Regions from separate parts of the Columba livia genome. Here region 1 is linked to region 2. A link is a contact called in public Hi-C data. All regions are on one chromosome and are shown on one strand. The core of a region is the stretch at or near the end of the contact, and the rest is flanking DNA. Distances in the headings are between cores, read along the strand shown. Region 1 overlaps OPHN1 (oligophrenin 1). Region 2 holds the start of AR (androgen receptor).

Evidence for each region. Hi-C and Micro-C count contacts between places; a contact is called where the count stands out from the background.
Region 1: a Hi-C map of crop shows a contact between it and region 2, with 1.6 times the contacts expected there. The contact joins the enhancer-like site here to the promoter of AR in region 2. A contact is called at or near these places in 2 of 2 Hi-C or Micro-C datasets (crop and liver).

Annotation. Positions count from the first base shown.
Region 1 is chr12:509,051-511,750 of bColLiv1.pat.W.v2, reverse strand. It overlaps OPHN1 (oligophrenin 1), which reads left to right. Exons shown (of 24, transcript XM_065077311.1): 19 at 363-522. Among named protein-coding and RNA genes, the nearest start is that of YIPF6, 41 kb to the left of the region's middle. Within about 2 kb of position 1,315, at least 1 of the 3 cell types and tissues checked has an H3K27ac peak away from gene starts, as active enhancers do.
Region 2 is chr12:446,355-449,054 of bColLiv1.pat.W.v2, reverse strand. It overlaps AR (androgen receptor), which reads right to left and starts at 1,441. Exons shown (of 10, transcript XR_010475586.1): 1 at 1-1,441.

The sequences.
Region 1 (2,700 bases), core at 66-2,565, 63 kb before region 2:
GTCCTCCTCCTTCAGACAAAGGAGAAACTAAAACCAAAAGTCGGTTCTGGATAAACAGGATATTCCCATTTAAATGGTTCCTTTTGTGTGTGTGTTGCGCAGATGACTTTTCATGCAGAGTGAGAAGAGGAGCTGGAGTGGGAAGGGACACATAAAATGCTGTCGGCGTGTTGCTCTCCCAAACATGCGTGCCATAGCCAGAGACGTGTTATCTCTGGGAGAGCTGGGAAACAAATTCTGCTGAAACAGAATGAAGAAAACAGAATGACTGATCCTTACACTATCGTTTTCTATTGCTTGAAGTAAGATCTGTTTGAAAAAGCCCAAACCAAGCCCTGTTCCTCTTTCCCTCCTCTCTGCAGCGTGTGCGAGCACAGCCGGGAGAACCTGATGTCCCCGTCTAACATGGGGGTGATATTTGGACCGACCCTCATGCGGGCCCAGGAGGACACCGTGGCAGCGATGATGAACATCAAGTTCCAGAACATCGTGGTCGAGATCCTCATCGAGCACTTTGGGAAGGTAGGGGCTGCTCCGGCGGCTCCATCGCTCCATCAGCTGTTGCTGCAGCAACGAGGGAGCTCGGGTCTTTTTGCCCGAGTCTCCGCGGGGCCCGCGGGGTTTGTATAATACACTGCTCAGAAATGCTTGGGAAGGAAACACAAAGTATTGCAGCTGTGTTCCTCGCTCTTCCCTGTAGCTAGTTCTGAAAGAAGCTCTGACTCTAGGGATTTTTGCTTTTCTTTTTAAACAAGAGGAATCTTTATTGAAAAAAATAACCTATTCTGTGCCTGGAGATTACAGGCAGGCCTTTACATGTTCCTTTGCTGAAGGCAGGAGCCAGGCCGGAGCATAACTCGTTTCAATGGGCACAGTCCATGATGAGACACTCTACAGGGGAAAAACCAGAATATTCCACTGACTTCTGTATTAGTGCTTTTCTCCTTGTGCTGTCTGATACAGTGGCTTAGAGTTTTCAGGGTGGCAGAGGATGATAGAGTTGTATTTCGATATTTAAAACTTGAGCAGCATTTGCATTTGGATCAGCATTCCAGGGCCCAGATCACTCTCCTGTTAACAGCACTCGCTTTGGAGGAGCGAGTTTGGTCCTTCAGCTTGTCATAATGCTTGATGTTACAGAGTGTACAAGCAACCTCTTACGTTTTAGGGGAAAAGACAGTTGGAAGCCATCCTTTAAAGGGATGGGAAGTTGGAAGCCATCCTTTAAAGGGATGGGAAGTTGGAAAGCATCCTTTAAAGGCCGTTGTTGGCTGTGGGGCAATAGGGCAGTGCTCCCAGCAGACAGGGCAGCCCCCATGCAGAGGTGATGCTCCCTTTTTGGGAAGGGGAAATGAGGCCGGAGCTGAGAGAGCGGAGTTCTTGCCAAAGCAGTTGTGGGGTGGGAGCAACCCCCCGGGGACCAGATGGGTGCACAGGACTTGGTTGTGGTGCGGGGGTTCCCACCAGAGAAACGAGATGAAAGGGCTCGGAGAGGCTTTTGAGCATCCACACGAGAAGCTCATGGAAATCACAAGCCAGGCTCTGTGTAGGTCTCTGCGAATGCTTGTCGTAGGTTCCCGCAGCAGAACAGTGACTCGTTTGTGTGTCGGGTGCTCTCTCAACTCGCTGCACACCCCAGCCGGTCCGCCCCTCGCGCGCAGCCCGCGCTGCCGCTGAGTCAACACGCCATTTACACTGCCACCTCCAAGAGCTGCAGGTACAGCTTTAATTAAGCCAGACATCTCTTTGCTTGCTTTTAATTTCTTCAGATATAAGATTAAGTTGGTGACATTTATTAGATTGAGCTTGTAAGCGCAGCGTCAGAGTTGAGAGTGTCTTCAGCTCACACATGAGCAAACACTCTAAATGAGCCTGGAGGAAGAGCGGGATGTAGTTGATACGGTGCATTATGAACACTCCAAGGACAAAGTAACTGTTCATGAAGTCTTTGTGGACAATTCCTGTTTCCACAGCTTATGTTTCAGTGCCATGGTTAAATTAGATAAGTTGATAACTCTGGAAACACTGTCTTCCCTGTACAAACCTTCTAACTACGAGGGTCTGTCAATATCTTTGTACCTTCAGGTTGCTTAACTTGGGTTTTCATTTGGAAGGCAGAAGCAGAGCAGAGGCTGCACCCCCATCTTAGGCAGAGTAGTTTGCGGTGGGGTTTATTATGGGTTTCAGATGTTGCAAAGCATCTCATCAGAACAGCTTTGTGTGGTACCTGTATAAGCATCCATGGGGAAAACAATATTGGACTCTTGTCAAGATACAGGAATGAGGTTGATGTTTCCAAAACACTGCCCTGCTGCAGGTAATCCTTTGCTGTTTTAATAATGCGTGAGCTGCTGCTTTTACATCATGGGCTGTTATGTCACAGCAAATTCCTCTGAATCCGGGCAGGGGGAACACACCGCACTTGGTGTTCTGGAGCAGAGAACGTGTGCTGGCCCCGCAAAGGACAGAGACCCCAGCATTGAGCACCGGCAGCCCCGCTGTGCCCCCACTGTGCCCCCAACGGCCCCCGTGTGCCCCCGACAGCCCCGCTGGGCCCCCAGCAGCCAAAGCTGCCAGCTGGGGGTTTGGAGCTCGGCGGGGGCTCTGCCCCGGGTGTGTTGCTCCTGTCTCGGTGCAGAGCGGGGCAGATGAAGTCGGGAGCAGAGCCCGAGCGCATGGTGTCTGTACCAAAGCCTGGGC
Region 2 (2,700 bases), core at 192-2,691:
CCGTAGACGCCGGCGTAGCCCTCGGCCCAGGGTCCCAGCTCGCTCTTGATGCAGGCGGGGGCGGCGAAGGGCGCCCGGCCCGCCGGGTACCAGGCGTCAGCGGGGAAGTCGGCGGTGTCGGCTGCCGGTCCGCGGCTGCAGCCGAAGGGCCCGGCGGGCGGCTCGGCGCAGGGCCCGTACAGCTGCTCCTCCTCGGCGAAGAAGGCGGGCCAGGAGGACGCGGGGCCCGGCGGGGCCATCTCGGCGCCGTAGCGGCACGGAACGGCCCAGCCGCCGCCCGCCGCCGGCCCCGGCGGGCTCTCCAGCTTGATGCGGGCGGGCGGCGGCGCCAGGCTGAAGCCGGCGGGCGGCCGCGCCGCGGGCCCCGGGGAGCCGCGGTAGAGCCCCGGCCCGGCGGGCGCGTCGACGGCCAGCACGGCCTCGGCGCCCGCGAAGGCGGCCGGGGCGGGCAGCGGCTCCGGCGGGTCGGCGGGCGGGCGCGGGGCGCGGGGCGGCGCGGCGGGCAGCGCGAACATGCAGTCCTCGCGGGGCAGCGGCTCCCCCGGCGCCTCCAGCGCCTCCAGGGCCAGGCCCATGGAGGCGGACACGGCTCTGCAGAGCTGCTTGGCGCTGTCGCCCAGCGGGTCCTCTTTGGGCTCCGCTTCGGCCTCGGGCGGCGGCAGCAGCGGCAGCGCGCCCGCCTCGCACAGCAGCTCCCTCAGCTCGCCGGAGCCGGGGAAGGGCGAGCCCATGGCGGGGCCGGCGACCGGCATCCCCTTCCCGGCGCCGCGGGGCTCCTGGGGCGGCAGGCAGGCGGGCGAGCCCGGCGGCGGCCGGGGGCTCGGCGGGCAGGGCGCGCACGCCGGCGGCTGCTGCTGGCTGGTGCCCGGCTCCTCCCGCGGCGCCTGGAACGCCTCGCAGACGCTCTGGAAGAAGGTCTGAAAAGCCCCGCGGAAGGTCCTGCCCGCCGCCCGCGGGTAGACGCGGCCGACCCCCAGCTGCACCTCCATGCCTACCGAGCGCGGGGCAGCCACAGCGGCAACGGCGGGAGCGGAGAGCACCGGCAGGCTTCCCCCGCCCGCCCGCCCGCCCAGCGGGCTACCAGCCGCGCTGCCCCGCGGCGCCCATCCCCGCCGGAGCGCCGTGCCGGGCGGCGAGCGGCGGGCACGATGCTCGGAGCGCGCAACAGGCGGAAAAAGTTGGAGCCGGCGGAGCGAGCAGCTGCGTGCGCCCCGTGTGAGCGGCGGCGAGGACAGCGCGGCAGGCAGGCTGCGGGGGAAGGAGGTGCGGCGGGGGAGCCCGCCCCGCGCCGCCGGCCGAGGGCTCTGCAATGATTAATCCGGTCCCCGCCGCGGAGGGAAGCGGCACCCGCCCTGCCCGCGGCTCGGCTCCCCCTCCGGCGGCAGCGGAGCCCCGCGGGGCGGCCCAGGCGCTGCGCGGCCGCGGAGCTGCAATTTCTGGGCTCGGCGCCGCAGGCGCGCCGGCCCCCGCGGGCGGAGCGGGACGGGACGGGACGGGGAACAGCGCCCGCCCCCACGGGCTCTGGGCGAGCGCCCGGGCCCAGCGGGGCGGAGCGGGGCTGCGGCGGCCCCGGTTCCCGGGATGGCGCCTTCCCCTCGCCCGCAGCTCGGGAGGGCACACGGCCGAGCCGGATTCAGCGGCGAAAACGCTTCTTTCCGCAGTGTACTGAGGTAGTCGGTGCTCAGCAGCTTCCCCCGGCTGGGCCTGGCCAAGGGCACCTGTGCGACCCCAGCACCTGTGCACCTTTCACTTGGCACCCGAGGGAACCAGCCACCCTCTCCTTTCCCAGTGGGAGAGTTTGCTCCCACCTTCTTCTGCTCCGCATCTTGCAACAATCCCCGCTCCCCACCGGCGAGAAACAGCAGGTTGGTGCATCTTGTGCATCTGCACCACTGCTCTGGGTGCAGGTGAGCTTGAAAAAGACCAAATAGCCAGCAGACATCGTTAGTGTTAGACCTACCGTAAACAACACTTGAGCTCCCCTTACTGGTCCCGTAATAACGGAACCCATTACCGGAACAATACTCATTTAAGATAGGTTAAAACAAGCCCCTTAATTTCAACCCTTTTCTGGACAAAGGGAAAAAAAGTAATGATTTGTTGCAAATGGAGAAGTGGAGCCAGTTGGGAAAGTGAAGACTCATGTCCAGCCTTTTAAAAGCATTTTTACAAGCCATGGAAGATAAAAATAATAAAACTAAATCCAGCCAAGCAAAATTTGGCAGTGTCCTCCATGCTGCCTGTGACGCAGAGAAGCCGGCGGGTCTGTACTGACAAGTAATAGAGCCCCTAAAATAATAAAGAAGCTCAGCTAAACCCTCAAAGGGTAAAAATGGAGGGAGATACTGTGAAATAGGTGTGGAGTTCCTGTTTAAACACTCGCAGGTCTCAGCGATCCTGCCCGCTCCCTGGAGCTCCGTCCGGCACATCGCAGTGCGGTGCGGGGGAGCCGAGCAGCTGCAGCTCCGCGGCAGGGACACGGACAGGCCGGGGAAAGAAACCCGGAGAGACAAGGAGGACTCTGTGCGGCCAAGGGCTCACCACGGTACACACTGCTCTTCACGTCCCCACGCGGGGAAGAGCCTTAAGAACATGGGGGAGACTTGTGAAAGAAGCGTCTCCTGCGGGAATAAGGTTGTGTGCATCGCTTTTCAAAAAGCTGGTATAAAAGGCTTAACTGGATTTTCTAAAAGATTAGTA